6 separate regions of the Mus musculus genome follow, and regions 1, 2, 3, 4 and 6 are each linked to region 5. The links are chromatin contacts, called in public promoter capture Hi-C maps. All regions are on one chromosome and are shown on one strand. The core of a region is the stretch at or near the end of the contact, and the rest is flanking DNA. Distances in the headings are between cores, read along the strand shown.

Region 1 (2,700 bases), core at 59-2,558, 1.2 Mb before region 5:
CAGTAACATACTTGGCCTTTTCCAAACTCTCCTGTTCCATCCACCATTATTCCCACAGTAGGTCTTTCTGTTCCCTTAATGCATTATAATGTTTATTTCTGGTGGATTTACACCACTAGGAGGTCTTGATTCCTGTCACTCATTCTTCTACAACTCTGATCAAACATCCCCTGATATCTGAGAGGATTTTCCTTCAATCATCGGTAATTGGGCCCTTTCCTCTGTAAAATCATTTGCATCTCTATATAATTGACATACCTGTCACTGCCATGTCACTTTAAGGATACCATCTCAAAGGCTAGAGAGATGGCTCAGCAGTTAAAAAGCACTTATTGTTTTTGAAGAGGATCTGAGCTTGGTCTCCAGCACCCATATCAAATGGCTTACAACTGCCTATAACTCGAGTTCTAGGGATCTGTCACCCTCTGACCTCTGGGGGCATCTGCTCACACCTGATGCACATAAACTCAGACAGATGTGCACACGTAAATATAAATCAGGTTTTTAAAGGAAAGGACAGAAACTATCCCATCTGTTTTTCCAGCATCTAGTGTTAAGTGGACTCGTTTACTATAAACGCTACTTTGCTCATTCCTCTCAGGGTGTCTCTTTCCCAAGAGACCTTTTGATCTCCCCTACTCTTCTTTCTTCGTAAAACAATGGTGCTAAATAAACATATGTCCAAATGGATGACTAAACATGAAGAACTGTAGGTGCGGAGAGTCCCAACTGCTGGAAGATAATGGAACTTGAATTTGAACCTATGCCTGCCTAGCTCCAAAGCCAGTACCACTCCACCACGTCAAAACAATACTGCCTGCGGCGGAGCTGCAGCCCAACGTCTGCTGAGCGCGCGCACAAGGCTAACAGTTTCTATTGACGGAGTCTTTTCTTCGGGGAGGCGCTCTCTTCCTCGGCTAGAGAATCCTAAGAGCAGGAGTGAGAGAGAGGAAACCGGGTGTCTAAATGTCGCAGCATTGCTCACAGGTTTTCACTGATCAGCATCAGAATCAGAGTGAGCCGCGACACCCCGCACACTCTAGCGGCATCTCACATTTTTAGCGCGCCCTTAGGACCCAAGGTGGGACGCAGCACATCCTGCAGCCCACGGGCGGCGCAGATGTTCACAGCCAAGGCCGCTTGGCTCCGGGTCACTTCAGCGCCAGGGTTAGCGATTTTGATCGCAGCCATGGTTCAACAGTCCAGCCCCAAACTTGCCGACTCCGAACCCTGGCGCCACGCCCACACTCCTGAGTGTGGGCCAATCGGCGCCATAACAGGAAGTGACGCTATCACGCCTCGGAAGCTAGACTCGCCTGAGTCCTGGGCGCAAACATGGCGTCCTCCACCTCTACTCGGACTCCGGCTGGGAAGCGAGTGGTGAATCAGGAAGAACTGAGGCGCTTGATGAGGGAGAAGCAGCGCCTGAGCACCAACCGGAAGAGGATCGAATCTCCATTCGCCAAGTACAACCGTCTGGGGCAGCTGAGCTGCGCACTGTGTAACACCCCGGTCAAGAGCGAGCTCCTGTGGCAGACCCATGTTCTGGGAAAGCAGCACCGGGAGAGAGTAGCGGAGCTGAAAGGCGCCAAAGGAGCAACCCAGGGCCCGTCGACCGGCACTGTACCTCAGGCCACCAAGAGGAGAGCGACGGATGTGGAGAGCCAAGACGCCAAGAAAGCCAAGGCCTCCGCGGGACCTCAGGTACAGCCCTCCACCTCAGCCTCGTCCGCCAACTTGGATGCCGCTAGGGCGGCCCCCAGTAAACCTGGACTCGGTTTACTGCCTGATTATGACGATGAGGAAGAGGAGGAAGAAGAGGGAGGTGGAGAAGAAAGAAGGGACAGCAGCAAGCATCTTCCGGATGCACAGGGCAAAGAACACTCGCTTGCCTCTCCGAGGGAGACAACAAGCAATGTGCTGCCAAACGATCCGTTTAATACAAATCCTCCCAAGGCCCCCTTAGTTCCTCATTCAGGGTCCATTGAGAAAGCAGAAATACATGAAAAAGTGGTGGAAAGAAGAGAGAACACCGCCGAAGCATTACCAGAAGGGTTCTTCGACGACCCTGAGGTAGATGCAAAGGTCCGGAAGGTGGATGCCCCAAAGGATCAGATGGACAAAGAGTGGGACGAGTTTCAAAAGGCTATGAGGCAAGTCAACACTATCTCTGAAGCGATCGTTGCTGAAGAGGATGAGGAGGGACGGTTGGACCGGCAGATTGGAGAGATTGATGAGCAGATAGAATGTTACCGCCGAGTGGAAAAGCTGCGGAATCGCCAGGATGAAATAAAAAACAAACTTAAAGAGGTTTTGACCATAAAAGAACTTCAGAAAAAGGAAGAGGAGAATGTGGACAGTGACGACGAAGGAGAATTACAGGATTTGCTGTCTCAGGACTGGAGGGTAAAGGGGGCTTTGCTGTAAGGTTTTGAAGACCCAAGCTTTCCATCAGTCCCCGCTGTCCCTTAAAAAGTGCTGTGTCCAAGTTCTTGGGTTCCTCTGACCTTGGATACCCCTAATTGTTGGGATAAAGTAAGCCAGTGAGGAGTAATACTTTGGGGATGGTACTGTGTGCGGTGCTATTTATTATAAAATGTTTGAGGTAAAACCGTTTTTGACATTTTTGAAATTATAACCACAAATTGCCAACTTTTTCATCTTTACAGGTTCAATGTGGTTTTTCAGTTGTAAAATCTA
Region 2 (2,700 bases), core at 51-2,550, 1.1 Mb before region 5:
AGCTTTTCATATTCTTCTGTTGTTGGAGGTAGAGTCTCTCTATGTAGCCCTTGCTGTTCTGGAACTATTTAGATCAGTCTGGCCTTGAACTCACAGAGATCCGCCTGCCTCTGCTTCCTGAGTGCTGAGATTAAAGGTGTGGACTACCACCACCTGGCTCAACTGTTCTTATTCTTAGAGTCCTACAAGAAAGGATTCATAGGGAAGTAACAGATGCAGAAACCTGACTTCGGAAAGGAGTAGTTCAAACCAAGATAGGCTCTTCTGAGCCAGGTACTATTCTTAGCCTTTGGGGACCAAACCCCAATAAGAAAGTCTGTTACTTGCAACGTGAGTCCAGACCCCAAGTCTATGACAGGCAGGCAGCCTAAGACCCTGTGAATAATAACTCAGGATGGTCCTCTCCACCTGTCAGAGGACACACCTCCACATCCCAAAGATTCTGCCCATGTCCTTACTTTCCTGTGGGGCTGAAGGCCACAGAAATGACAGCTTCGCTGTGACCCTCCAATGAGCTGGTGCACCGCGTCACAGCCCGGACCCTGAAGACAGCTTGGGGCTGGTAGATGATATCGACGATTTTCTCTGTCTCCACAGACTGGGACTCCAGCGTCTTCCCCAGGGAGGACACAATCTCAGCATCGTGGACGTAGAACGCCAGGGGCAGGGGCTCCTCCTGAAGGCAAGAACAGAGTAAAGAGGAACTCTGCTCGGAGGGATGAATGCCTGCCCTCAGCGGGAGTCGGCTCAATCCCAACTACTGCATACCACCATGCGACAAATTTAATCCCGCTGGGCATCTCTGTAAAATGGGGATGCTTATGTTGGGCTGTGACAAGAAGTCACGGAAACACTGCATCCGACGCGTTCAAAACACAGCCTGTCTGTAGGTGAGTCGGCGCGGAGAACATTTTTCCTGGGGCCGATCCACGCCACCGACACTGTCGGTGAGCAGCTGGGTCCCCGGAACACCGTGGCTTCGTTTTGGGGTGCTCACCTGGGCCAGCAGCGCGTTGCACACCAGCTGCAGCTTGTCCGGCGTGATGTCCACTGGCACGTCGAACGGGGAGCCCAGCAGCTGACCGCCCTCATCCTGGAACTGTACGAGCAGCCGCTGCACGTCGCCTGCCGCCGCCTCTTCCTGCAGAATCAAGCCGCGAGACTGTCAGTCCCCCTCCCCTCCCCTCGGGCCTCGGTACCCCACGCGGAGACCCGGCATCCCCGCCCCGTGCGCGTACACCTACCACCACCGCCGCCGCCATCCTGCGTCCCCACGTGGAGGAGAACCGAGGCGGAAAGACGGAGCGTTAAATCCATGTCGCGCCGGGCAACCTCCGGCTACAGCGCCCTCTCGTGTTCGGAGGAGTCAAGCCGCTCTCGGAGGCCGGGATTGCCAATGGTGGCCTCCCTTCGCGCCTTCTTTTCACAGTAGCGATTCTGGCCAATTTTAGTCTCCAAAACTCAGAGAAATTAATTGATTTGCCCGCCTAGCTCACAGAGGCAGGAGATGGTGGAGGATGACACTTCCAGGGTCCAGGCAGCAGGGGTGAAAATACAAACCAGAAAACTATTGGGTTGAGGCAGAAACTTTTATAGGTGGGCTTGTGGGATTTAGTTTGTGTATGTGTGTGTGTGTGTGTGTGTGTGTGTGTGTGTGTGTGTGTGTGTGTGTGTGCGCGCGCGCGCGCGCATGTATGCATGTATGTATTGAGATAGGCTGAGGGTGTGTAGCCTAAGTAGACCTTGAACTCCATGATCCTCTTGTCTGTGCCTCCCAGGATGGGATGCTGGGAATATCGGATGGGCCGCGGTGCCCAGCTGTTTTGGGATTTTTTTTTTCTGAGCTCTTTCAAGGTGTGGCCCTCTCCTGTATCTGCTTTTGCATAGGCAATTTATTCTGTCTGGAACTTTTGTGGACAGATTTGAGTCTCTGCTCTCCTCTTGTACAAGTTCAAAGAATATAGAGCCTATAAGGAACTATTAAATAGGTTGTGGTAGAACATGCCTTTAATCCAGGCTCTTGCGAGACAAAGACAGGCAGATAGATCTCTGAACTTAAAGCCAGCCTGGTCTACAGAGTAAGTTCCAGGACATTGAAGGTCTCCAAAAGAACTCCCTGTCTCAGACAAACAAACAAACAAACAAACAAACGAGACTAATAAAAGTTGAAGAAGGCCAGAGGGACCCGTGTGCTCTTTGGAGGCTTTTCCTCATCTGAGAACAACGACTCCATTTGCTAGGGACGCTGCCTTCTGGCCTTCTTCACATTGTTTATCTCTCGGCTTAAATATACTCATTCCTACATGCATACATTCATTCATCCGACAAAGCGAATTGAGCCTCTATTCTTTGCCAGATAGTGTTCTCAGAACTTTGCATAGATTAGTTCAATTACTTAGGGAAGCCTTTCCCAGGACCCTGTCTTTCTTTTTTTTCTCTTCTTTTTTTTCTTTTTTCCTTTTGGTTTTTCGGGGACCCTGTCTGTCTTGTCCTGTGTTTTCCAAGTTTTCCGGCATTTTCAGTCATTTCCTCATTATCAGTCATGTCCCCCGGTATATAGGGGACACAGAAGAAACGCTTGTGGACTGAATTATGAAATCAGGAATTGAATGTAGGATCCCTTGATCCAAACGCCACAGAACCAAAGCTTCTTTGCTTGCAGTGGGATCCTTTGTCAATACCTCATTGCTTGGACCACAA
Region 3 (2,700 bases), core at 87-2,586, 1.1 Mb before region 5:
TAGAAAGAATGGGGGGGGGGGGGAGAGGAGGGAAGGATAAGGAAGCTGCCACAAAGGAAATATACGGCCAGTTTTGGTCTTAGAACTCTACAAACTGCCCAGGACATAGTCCCCTTCCATTCCTAGAAAAATGCCACAGTATTCGAACAGCCTTGCCCACATTTCAGTATACTGAACTGTCAAGGCAAGAACCACCATGCAGCTCTCAAAAGTGGCGACAGGAAGTCTCTCGGTTCTCCAAGCCACCAGCCAAAACATACATAAGGAGGTTACTATTTTCTTGGAAGGCCACACGCATCCTGGGGTGTTTGTTCATGCGTCACTCTAGCCTTTAACCAGGGCACAGAGTGTGAGTTGTGGGTAAAACCCCATTTCCGAGCTAAGAATAATCTTCCCCGTGGTGGACTGAGAGGAATGTGGAAATCTTCCTCGATTACACAACAGCACCCCCCCACCCCCATGACAGCTTTAAAAAAAAAAAGAAAAAAGGAAGAAGTACGCTGCTGTTGTTTTTTTCTACCGGTCTTAAATCGGAGCTCAAACAGACGCCAGGAAAGGCTGTGGACTCCCCTGATCTACCCAGACTTCCCCATGCCCGGTCAAATGTCTCCTGGGCAGCCAGCTGGAGAGGGGCCCTACTTCCCTCTGAGTCTCGGCCAGGACCACACAGTGGCGACCTAACACACGTCGGGGACAGAGGTCGACTCCCAAGAGGCAGACAGCAGACTCTGGCAGGGAGGAGGGAGGAGGGGAGAGCAGCATCCCAAACTTCCCATCTAACCTCCAAACTCCGAATCTCCAGGGTCCTCCTGGTAGAGAGCCAGTGCCGCCAAAGCTCTGCCTCTGTAGACGGTTTTCTGTCCTACAGAAATGCATCCTTCCCCAGGACCTACCGGGTTCTTACGACACTTGGGTACAAGTTGAGGACACACGTCCCGGGTTACGGCGCACACAGACGAAATGCTTTGCGGCACTTTCATGGGACAGGTGTGGGGTGACCTGGCGGTGGGGAGTTCCTGGAAAGGGCTGCCCCACTCCCGGAGCGCAGCTGGATCCTCACACCCCCCGGAGCACAGCCTGAAGCACCGGATCCTCCAGCCCAACCCGCCACAGCCACAGCCACCGCCTCCTCACCTGCCGCGGACGCTGCCGGGCCACACCTGGGACGGCAGAGGCCAGATCCCGACCGCGGCCACTCAGGCAGCGGGGCTGCGGGGTCTGCGGCCGCCGCAACTCCACGCCTGAGGGGCGCCCGGGTGCCCGAACCACATCCTCACGGGCGGCCCCAGGAAGTCCACCCCCACTAACCCAGTCCCCCGCGGCTCGGCGTGGGCCCCGCCCGTCCAGCGTGCGGCCCCGCCCTCCCGGCTTGCGGCCCCGCCCTCCACCCCACCCCCGCGGGAGCGCACGCCCCCGCCACCATAGAGAGGAATCGGGCGCGCGGCGGTCTAGAGTGCAAGCCTCCGCGAGCGCCCTCTGTCGGAGCCCGGCTAGGTGTGGAGTCCCCAGTCTAGGCCGAGCCAACCAATCCCTTATGTGGTGATCTTGAGCAAGTCCCTTAAGATCACTAACTAGCTTTATAGTAAAGTTTGAATATTGAACCCTTGATTTCATGTTTCATCGTACCCGACAGATTTCCAGAACCCCAGACTCATCTAATTTATTAAGTTTCTTGGCGATATTAAAAGCCAATTCAGTGGGGCATCATAACCTGTCTTTTCCTCCTTGGATAAGCTACTTTCATGTTAGGAAGGTGGGGACACAGCTGAGAAAGGTTGCAGTACAATAAAAACGACTGCTAAGAAACCACCCAGCCATCGTTCATCACCCGTGCACCTTTTGGCAGGCACTTAACCTTTCCAATATCTTCCCCATCCCAGAAAGGCCGGTTGGGCCCGCACATTAAATGAGATAATGCACAAAGGCCTTAGTAAAGCATAAAACACCAGGGTAGCATAGGGGATCATTAGCCAGTGATCTAAGAAGATGCCTAGTCACGGAAGTCATATAAATGCTAATTCTTCTGGCTGGTGTCTAGTGACATCATTTTCTTATGCTTCAGGTTCCCATCAAAGACCTCTCAGAGTTTTCCTGAGCAATTTGTATTTTGATTTATTCAATATTTTGGTGCTTGGGATTTTTGTACATACTAGACAAGTGCTCTACCACAGTGCTACCCCTTGTATTTTAAAATAAAGACTATCAGAAGGGAACCAGAGCTAAAATATGTGCATCCGTACCAGACTCACTTTATAAGCCCTTTGCTATTTCCAGTTCTCAGAACACCCCAGCACGCTCTGTACTGTTATATGCTTGTTATCAACAAGGATCTACATTTTAAGTAATTTTCGAGCTTCCACACAGAGAAAAGCAGAACTCAGATGCAAAACTCTTTCTTTCTCCAACCTGGAGTGTACAGGGAGCCCCGCCTTCTAAGGACCCCTGGCACCTGAGTTGGATGTTCGCCCCTTGCCCCTTTCTCCTGCCTGCTTATTTCTGCAGCTTCGCTTTGCTGCAGTTCCCTATGAGCTCCGCTTCTCTCCGGACTTTTTCCTCCACAAAGGTGTATATCATTTTCTCCCTTCCCTTTCTGGTTTCCGTTCCTTTGACGCACCAACATTGTCCATCCTCTGATATTTCTGAAATGGGTCTGAGCGCCGTGCTGGAGACACAGGTTCTTCACCACACTGTCCATCTCTG
Region 4 (2,700 bases), core at 29-2,528, 1.3 Mb after region 5:
CCACGTCTATGAACACTTACCCTTGAAACTCCTTGGAGAGCAACTTGGGACTTTCTGTGCAGATTTTTGAGAGGGAGCGACGCAAGAATGCTGCAAAATCGCACTTTTCATACACATTGGTATAATTCAGATTTCTACTTCTTGCTTTCAGGGAATTTCACTGCGTCCTTTCTAAAGATCCAGTCTATTACTAATCTATTAGTAAAATTCCCAATTTAACCCAAAGTGTAAACCGAAAAACCAAAACAAACCTAGAAACCACACAAAAAAGCTTTCAAGGATATGCAAATGAAGCCCACAGACCATTTTCATTAAGCCCTAACTAAATCATTTCGGATTGAAAGAAAGGAAAGGGACGAAACTCGGATTAGAGAAGGGAGGGGAAAAAAAAAAGAAAAAGAAAGAAAGCAGTTACTCGGGTAAAGAGGATCGACGAGATGACAAAGTAGGGAGAATTAGGGGTGGAGCGGAACAAAAAAGTCCAGCTGATACAAACACTAGAGAAGACAGAAAATACCCCAGCGACTAGAGGACCGGGTGGGACTCGGCTGGGTCAGGCATTCCCGCAGGCCTACCCTGGGGCCCCTAAGGGGATGGCGGATAGCTCTCACACAAGAACCCCCCCGGGCCGCACAGACCGGGAGGCAGACGCGGGGGTGGCGGCGTATCGGAAAGCGGCCACCGCAGCCGACGCTACCTCGAGAGCTACAGGCCGGGCCGTGGACGTGGAAGGGGGTGCGGCCCAGGAGCAGCGGCGGGGTCCGATAGAACAGATCGCCTGTACCTTGTAGTAAACGTCGAACTGGATATTCTCCGGCAAGGAGCGGATGTCGCGGCGCGAGCGGATGTAGTTGTCCACGACAGCGGAGATGGCGGTGTTGTAGAGCGTCTCCGGGATCCACTCGAGCTCCACGGCCGCCATCTTCCCTCGCTCCTCCTCCGCCTCCTCCCGCAGGCCTCCGCCTCCCTCCGTAGCGAACCCGTGTGAGGCTCCGGAGGCTTCCGAGGGGCGGCGACCACGCGGGCGAGCGGGCGTGCGCGCGCCTCTCGGACCCGGCTGCCGGGCCTCTGCGTGCGCGCGCGGCCTGAGGGCAGATGGTGCTGGCGGTAGCGGCGGTAGCGGCGGCCACGGAAGATCCGGACGAACGCAGACCACGACCGTACCGAGAGCCTCACATTCCCAACAGGAGAGCGAGCCCAGTTCCGTCCAGGCTCTCAGCTCTGCATGGGCGGGGCTGCGTGTGTGCGTCATGACGTCAACGCGCGACGCGCCGACGCGCCCGGGAAGGAATGCGGCAGGCGGAAAACTTGCGGAGAAAGAGCGCGGAGCGTCTGAGGGGCGCTGGGTGCTTGTTCCTAAAGGACGAGACACCGGGGAAGCTGGGCGGTAGTTGGAGTGGTGTTTTATCCAGCGTGCTGTGGCTCTCCAACACAGTCTCGTTTCAGTGAGTTTTTCGACGACAGCCCTCTTCAACTTTAAGAATTGATCTTTTAGATCAACGAACTTTAGGACTGATCTTTTTTTCACAAAAGTGCACAGCACGGACGGGGCATGGTGGTGCACTTGGAATGGATCGCTTGGGAGGCAGAGGCAGGGGTATCTCCTGAGGTCAAGGTCTATGGAGTGAGACCCTGTCTCAAACAAAGAAAATCTATATTGAGGGATGTGGTGGCCCATCACTTTTATCCCAGCACTGCAGAGACAGAGGCAGGTGGATTTCTGTGAGCTCCAGGCCAGCCTGGTCTACAGTGTGAGTTCCAGGCCTGTCCCTCTTGCTCTGGCCCTGTTGTCTCCTGCTCTACTCGCTCAGCCCTAGCTCATAGATTCTTTTTCATTGGGGATGGTTGTGAGCCACCATGTAGTTGCTGGGATTTGAACTCATGACCTCCGGAAGAGCAGTCGGTGCTCTTAATCAACTGAGCCATCTCACCAGCCCCTATCCAATTTTATTTTATTTTAAATTTTGGTTTTTCGAGACAGGGTTTCTCTGTATAGCCCTGGCTGTCTTGGAACTCACTTTGTAGACCAGGCTGGCCTCGAACTCAGAAATCTGCCTACCTCTGCCTCCCGAGTGCTGGGACAATTTTCTTTTTTCTTTTTTTTTAAAAGAAGAAAAATTTGTTTAACATGCCCTGGCTCTCCTAGAACTTTATCTGTAGACCAGGCTAGCCTCAAGTCACAGAGATCTTGCTGCCTCTGCCTCGCTAGTGCTGGGATCAAAGGTAGTTGCCAGCATTTTTTTACTGAGCAATCATTCAAGCCCCGTTTCCCCATTTTTGCATTGAAAAAAAAAAGAATCTATTAAATGTTTTGGCTTGCCTACCAAATTCTTCTAGTAGTCTGAGAATGCATGTCAAACAAATGGAGAAATGCACTTTAAATCCAGTGAAACTGATTAACCATACACACATTTAAACTTCTTCAGTCCTGTGATTTCTTAGGCTATAATTGACAAACCTGGGAAAGCTGTAGTCAGCCTCAAAATAGGGTTGACAGATTTATCAAGTTTAAAAAAAAAACATAGAAACCTCTAAAACACCCTTTGATTGATTGATTGATGATTGATTTTGAGTCAGGGTCCTACTTATGGGCATGGCTGGCCTGGAACAATAACTTGTTAGCTTTGGATTTAAACTTGCACTGATTCTCTATCTCCCAAGACAGGGGGTGGGGGTGGAGGCTGGTGGGTAGCAGTGAAC
Region 5 (2,700 bases), core at 59-2,558:
TCAGTGTATATCCTGAAGTGGGTATACACTTGAAACCATTGCGGCTGCATTTTCATTTTAGACCTTCAGCTTTTCCTGTGTTTTAAGAGTAAAAGTGCCTATCTCTGTGTCTGAAGCTTTGTATGCTAACAGCACCACTCTTTAGCAACTAACGGCAGTGATGAAGTATAGAAACGATTATGTGGTATGGGGCTGTGATCTCAAAGCATCCTAACAAGACTCTTAACACAGGTGGGGAGTGTCCTTGGACGGATGCAGATAGAGATGGTAACAGATCGTGTTGATAATCCCCATTCAGTTATTTTCTCTTTATTTTTTCTGAGCAACCACCCAGTCCATGAAGTAGCTACAAAACTTGTATCAGCTTTTTTTTTAAAAAAAGGGTCAGGAATGGATTTAAACTCCTATACATATCAGTAAGGACTCTCCTATATAAATGCTAGCTTTGACCAGGGAAGAGGAAAAGTGAAATAGTAAACAAGACCAAACAAGGAAAACAGATCTCACAAATAGTGGGCGTGGTCCTAGTTAAAGGACCAAGGACTTTGAGGACATATTGGTGTGGACACACTGCAGCTCCAAGATCTGAGCATATTACAAGAACTTCTTTCAAGATTTTTTTTTCTCATTTCTAAAATAGCAGTAATAACTCAGGGACATCAGACTATTAAATGCACATAAAACTGGTCTAGTAAACTAATAACCTATTATAATTGTCTCAGCGAAAGCTGTAAGGCAAGAAGTGGCAGGGACTGGTTGTGATTGATCCATTATCTAAGAGCTTAACAAACTTACTTTCAACACATTTTACTTCCAGGTAGCTTGGTTAGGGTTGGAGGTGTCAAAGTAAAAATACCCTGTGTAGGTTCAGCATGTGCTCACGGTGCCTCACTATGGCAAAACCGACCACATGAGTAGGGCACCTTGGAGGATATCCTCTTCGTGTGTATTGGGTCCATGTATGCTCTAGATTGACTTAAGTAAAAGGTACTGTCAGTGTCTGTAATAGATGCTGAAGAGAGAGTGCCAAGGGAAACAGCTGTAAAGGCCCTCTAGGATCCGACTGCTGTGTAAAGGAACAGCAGAAAAGCACCTGTGTTCCATCATCTGGTTATATCAGGACCTACTGTGTGCATTAGTGCAGATCCGGGTTTGCAAACTAACTACACCAGCCGCAGTGCTGTGTCTCCTGCAGAATGCCACCGGGGCGCGCCGCTCGTGCCCGGGGGCCATGAAGTCACGTGGGCGCGCAGCCCCGCCCCGTCGTCGGCCCCGACTTGGTGGGGCGGTGTCTGCCCCGGAAGTGCCTGTCTTCGGCTGACAGCTGCTGGCGCGGCGGCGGCCCCGAGCAAGATGGCGCTGCGGCCGGGAGCCGGAGCCAGCGGCGCGGCGGGGGCGGGCGCGGGGCCCGGCGGGGCAGGCAGGTGGGTCGGCGGGGCGGGCGGAGTGGGCAGCCATGGTCGGCGGGGTGGGCAGGTGGGGCCGGGCGCAGGGGCGGCGGTTGCGGGGCGCGAGCGTCCTGGGGACCCGCGGGGAGCGCGCTCGGGTGCAGGCGCCACCGCACCTGCCGCGGGGCCTCGAGCGCCCGCGAGTCCCTGCTAGGCTTGCTGGGCTCGAGCTGCTGTCGGAGCGAAGGCTGTGACGGTCTAGTCGCAAAGCTGGAGGAACCGTTTTAAGACTGTACAGTACTGTCTTTCCTCTCATAGAGCGTCCTGTCCAGTCCTTTTTTCTTTTCTTCACATACAAATAGAAAAATCTGAAGACCTTTGAATTAGTAATTGTCTTGAGATAAAGCCCGTTTAGTAGAAAAAAACATTTGTCTGACTCCTTTTAAAATAGACATTTTGAAACAAAGAAAATTCACTGACCAAGAGCAGTATGCTCCTCTTAAAACAAAAGCTTCCAGACTTTATTGAGCTCCTTTTAAAAATAAAAATCTGCTCTTTGTTCTATTTCAGATAATTTTTAGGCTATGCTCCCTGTATCCAGAATGGTAAAGGGGTGTTTGTAACTCAAGTTCATTTTCATTTGACAAAATGTTTGATTCCAGAAAGTCTGCTCCCCTTTCTATCATGACTCAGTTTGTGTTTATTTAATTAGCTGACATATAGCACACACATTCCGAGATAAAATTAGCTTTTATTTTTAAATATCCTAAGTTATCTTTGGAAAGCGAAGTATTTGGGTTTTTTTTTTAATGTATAGTTTAATTTTGGAATCACCTACACTTCAAATGTGTAAAAGATTTTAAAGTAACCGTCTCCTTCAGGTGCATATTGTGAATACACACACACACACTCATTCACGGAAGGAAAAAAAGCAGTCACTTGAATAAAGCAACGGTGTGTGGCCAGGTTTTCTGCTTCCTCTACAGTCTTTGACTTTAAACTTAAAACATTTTCCTTCCTCCTCTGGTTTTGTCACTGTTTCGTTGGGGTCTTTCATTAGTGAGCATTAGAAATTGCTTTTGCCTGCAGAATATATACAGGATGACAATTTCTAAAGTGGCATTCTATTAATCTAATCAAATGTATGAGTAATAATGGGACCAGTCCTAGAAATTTTCAAAGAATTTCATGTTTTAGGCACAAATGTTTTCAAAAAAAAAAAAAAGGAAGACCCCCTGGGCACAGAAAAATTCAGTGTGTTGCTCAGTTTGGTTTGTAGTATTTTAATGCCACTGGTCCAAGGAGCTGCACT
Region 6 (2,700 bases), core at 101-2,600, 1.2 Mb before region 5:
CTGGTCTACAAAGTTTGAGTTCCGGGACAGCCAGGGCTACACAGAGAAACCCGGTCTAAGAAGAGAAAGCCTTTGCAGATACCCACTGCTCCTCACCACAGGCTTTCTGTCTGTGGAGTGCTGAGCTGGAGCCATAACAATGGGAGTTAAGCACGCAGCCCCATCGTTTCTGATGCCCTAGTTCAAAGACAGTAAAACCAAACAGGTGAGTGACAGTAAATATTCTTTAACCGAACACATAAAAAATTGGCCAGCAAATAACTGGAATATATGCACTATTACTATTAATGAGGTATTTTACTCTCTTTGGGGAAGTGTTGGGTACTTGTCAGTGTACAGTGTTCATTTACAGCATCTCTCACTTCAGACTGCTTACATTTCCAGGGCTCAGCAACCGAATATATTGCTTGTGATGAAAGGGTTGGTCAGCACAGGGAAAGTCCATTGGGTTAAGATCAACTCCAGTCAAAATGTTCACGCTTCCTCAACTGGAGCCCTTGAGCCTAAGGCCTTCCGAACTCCAAACCCAGGTTTATCCTGCTGCAAGTTAAGAGAAAACAAAGAGCCTTCACCTCATTTCAAACACCAGGATCTAGCTGGCCTCAGTACAGCAGACACTCAACCTTGAACTCCAGAGAGCCTCCCTCGGCTCATTCTCCAGTTCTGTTAAAGACCTCGTCTATCAGCCCTTCATTTCTATGAACAAATAACTGAGCACCTCACACAGATTCAAGCATACACCTTCCTCTCCATCTCAAGGCCACTTTGATATGGACAACAGCCTTTTAGTGAGTCGGCTTGTCTTAGTCTCTCCCCTGACCAGCTTCAACTATAGTGACCCCTCACAGCGTTCTTTCCCTATGGAAAAAAAGCTAAACTCTTCCTCAGAAATAGAACTTAGTTCCACGATCTGCACTTTATTTACCTAACAAAGCCCAACTGTTTGCCCTTCCCAGACTGAACAAGGCCTGAATACTTTTATTTTTTGAAAAATTAGCCATCTTGAACTCACAGAGCCTATTTGAGGTTTAGAAGCACTAGTTCGCTAAATGACATAAACGGGGCCACAGTCCCTGTTCTTCACATTTTCTAATTACCTTTTTAATTAAAGTAGTGCCTTTTAATTCAGCAAAACTCCTGCGGTGCGGAAGACACAGGTGGAACGACTCGAGCTTCCCATCCCTAGGATCACTGCAATGATTTTTCAACACTACCTTCAATATCTAACAATCTGAGAAACTCTAGGAAGTTCAGGGACGCTGCGCCCCAAGCCGCCACTCCAACCCAACACTCAGTTCAAGATTTCCGGGTAGGAATAGAACAGCGACCCACGTGGCGACCGGAGGGGGCGGGGTCCGAGGGCGCAAGTCGGTTACTGCGCCTGCGCCCTGCCTCCGGCTGGAGTACCCGTATTTAAAGAGACAGGCGGTCTATTCATCGTGCGGGACCCGTGGCCTTGTGGGCGCCTGGTCCGGTGGCTCGTGCGGAGCGTCAGAGCCAGGGCAGCCGAGAAGGCAGGTGAGGGGCGGCGCGGCGCGGAGCGGCGGGCCGCGGTGCGCCGTGTGGGGAGGGCCGGGGCCGAACGCGGCGTGGCTGGAGTGGCCGTGGCTCCTCCCCCGCCCGCCGCTCAGCCTGGGGGCACACCCTCCGTGACGTGGCGCCCCCACGGGAGCCCACGGGAGGCCCGCGGCCCCCGGGACCCTGGGCAGCCACCGGGAAGGGCAGGATGCCAGAGTGGGCATTCTCAGGGGGTCGGGGCCGGGCCGCCGCCGGTCCCTCTCCGCCGCCTTGTTGCGCGGCCGCGGCTCGCCCGCACAGCCTGTGGGCAGAACGGCGTGCTGCTTGCTCTTCGGGCTCCCGGCCTCCTCGCGCCGGTCTCCCCGGGTAGTTATTTGTCGTATCCCGGGATGGGCGATACGACACCCTACCCACCCTACTCTGCGGAAAGTTGAACTCCTACTCGCCCTGAGCTCCTCCTCAGCCCTTGCCGGCCTTCACTCGCCTCTCAGATTCTTAACGGTTAGGGCTTGTGTGACCCCCTGAGTCTGCCAGTTACGGACCTCCCCTCCCCCAAGTCGAACATTGTCAAATACACAAGTTTGGTATACAAACTTCAGAACTCCACGTCCGGCTTGCCCTCGTACTCCTTGTAGTTTTCCTAACCACCCCATGAAGTAGTTCTAATCTTTGGGGGGTTTGTTTTCTTGCTTGTTTTCCTTTTGAGACGGTCTTGACGACGTACCCTGGCTAGACAGAAATTTACTAAGTAAACCAGACTTTCTAGCTTCGAACGCACAGCAATCCTTCTGTCTTTGCCTTCTGATATGATTACAGACGAGAACCACCATAACTAGCTCTTAGTCCTGTTGTAATTGTTGTTGTTTTTTTGTTGTTTTTTAAGATAAAACTGGGGCCGGGTGTGGTAGCACACGCCTTTAATCCCTGCACTCAGAACACTAGCTTGCTCTTCCTAGTGACTTCCAGGACAGCCAGAGCTACATAGAAAAATCTATCTAAAAACAAACAAACAAAAAAACCGAAAAATAAATAATAGAAAATAAACTGAAGTCATGCTTGGTGGTTCATACCTATAATTCTAGGGCTGGAGGTGGGAGGATCGGATCGGCCAACTAAGGTGTCTGGCTAGGGTCCACCTTGTTGGAGAAAACCAAGTCGCCTGATATCTGCCCCCACCTCCCC

The links. Promoter capture Hi-C pulls out the DNA fragments that hold promoters and counts their contacts. Capture Hi-C pulls out chosen DNA fragments and counts their contacts.
Region 1: a promoter capture Hi-C map of pre-B cells shows a contact between it and region 5, with 3 times the contacts expected there. The contact joins the promoter of Zfp830 here to the promoter of Synrg in region 5. A contact is called at or near these places in 2 of 39 promoter capture datasets (hippocampal neurons and pre-B cells), 1 of 484 Hi-C or Micro-C datasets (CD4 T cells) and 1 of 9 other capture datasets (liver).
Region 2: a promoter capture Hi-C map of liver shows a contact between it and region 5, with 4 times the contacts expected there. The contact joins the promoter of Nle1 here to the promoter of Synrg in region 5. A contact is called at or near these places in 2 of 39 promoter capture datasets (hippocampal neurons and pre-B cells), 1 of 484 Hi-C or Micro-C datasets (CD4 T cells) and 1 of 9 other capture datasets (liver).
Region 3: a promoter capture Hi-C map of pre-B cells shows a contact between it and region 5, with 2.4 times the contacts expected there. The contact joins the promoter of Rffl here to the promoter of Synrg in region 5.
Region 4: a contact with region 5 is called in a promoter capture Hi-C map of pre-B cells, with 4 times the contacts expected there. The contact joins the promoter of Appbp2os here to the promoter of Synrg in region 5. A contact is called at or near these places in 3 of 39 promoter capture datasets (hippocampal neurons, liver and pre-B cells).
Region 6: a contact with region 5 is called in a promoter capture Hi-C map of pre-B cells, with 2.3 times the contacts expected there. The contact joins the promoter of Lig3 here to the promoter of Synrg in region 5. A contact is called at or near these places in 2 of 39 promoter capture datasets (erythroid cells and pre-B cells), 1 of 484 Hi-C or Micro-C datasets (CD4 T cells) and 1 of 9 other capture datasets (adipose tissue).

The regions. Positions count from the first base shown.
Region 1 is chr11:82,763,037-82,765,736 of GRCm38.p6, forward strand. Zfp830 (zinc finger protein 830) reads left to right here and starts at 1,309. Exons shown (of 1, transcript NM_025884.4): 1 at 1,309-2,700. The coding sequence starts at 1,336. The coding sequence ends at 2,427. It overlaps Cct6b (chaperonin containing Tcp1, subunit 6b (zeta)), which reads right to left and starts at 1,285. Exons shown (of 14, transcript NM_009839.3): 1 at 1,055-1,285. The coding sequence starts at 1,191.
Region 2 is chr11:82,907,095-82,909,794 of GRCm38.p6, forward strand. Nle1 (notchless homolog 1) reads right to left here and starts at 1,301. Exons shown (of 13, transcript NM_145431.2): 1 at 1,245-1,301; 2 at 998-1,141; 3 at 459-676. The coding sequence starts at 1,262.
Region 3 is chr11:82,869,874-82,872,573 of GRCm38.p6, forward strand. Rffl (ring finger and FYVE like domain containing protein) reads right to left here and starts at 1,337. Exons shown (of 7, transcript NM_001007465.3): 1 at 1,135-1,337. It also overlaps a transcript of Rad51d not described here.
Region 4 is chr11:85,233,888-85,236,587 of GRCm38.p6, forward strand. It overlaps Appbp2os (amyloid beta precursor protein (cytoplasmic tail) binding protein 2, opposite strand), which reads left to right and starts at 1,279. Exons shown (of 4, transcript NR_028329.1): 1 at 1,279-1,445. It overlaps Appbp2 (amyloid beta precursor protein (cytoplasmic tail) binding protein 2), which reads right to left and starts at 1,233. Exons shown (of 13, transcript NM_025825.3): 1 at 785-1,233. The coding sequence starts at 922.
Region 5 is chr11:83,963,123-83,965,822 of GRCm38.p6, forward strand. It overlaps Synrg (synergin, gamma), which reads left to right and starts at 1,309. Exons shown (of 20, transcript NM_194341.2): 1 at 1,309-1,424. The coding sequence starts at 1,354.
Region 6 is chr11:82,779,759-82,782,458 of GRCm38.p6, forward strand. Lig3 (ligase III, DNA, ATP-dependent) reads left to right here and starts at 1,351. Exons shown (of 20, transcript NM_010716.3): 1 at 1,351-1,518. It overlaps Gm11423 (predicted gene 11423), which reads right to left and starts at 1,284. Exons shown (of 3, transcript NR_126067.1): 1 at 1,098-1,284; 2 at 377-540; 3 at 1-177.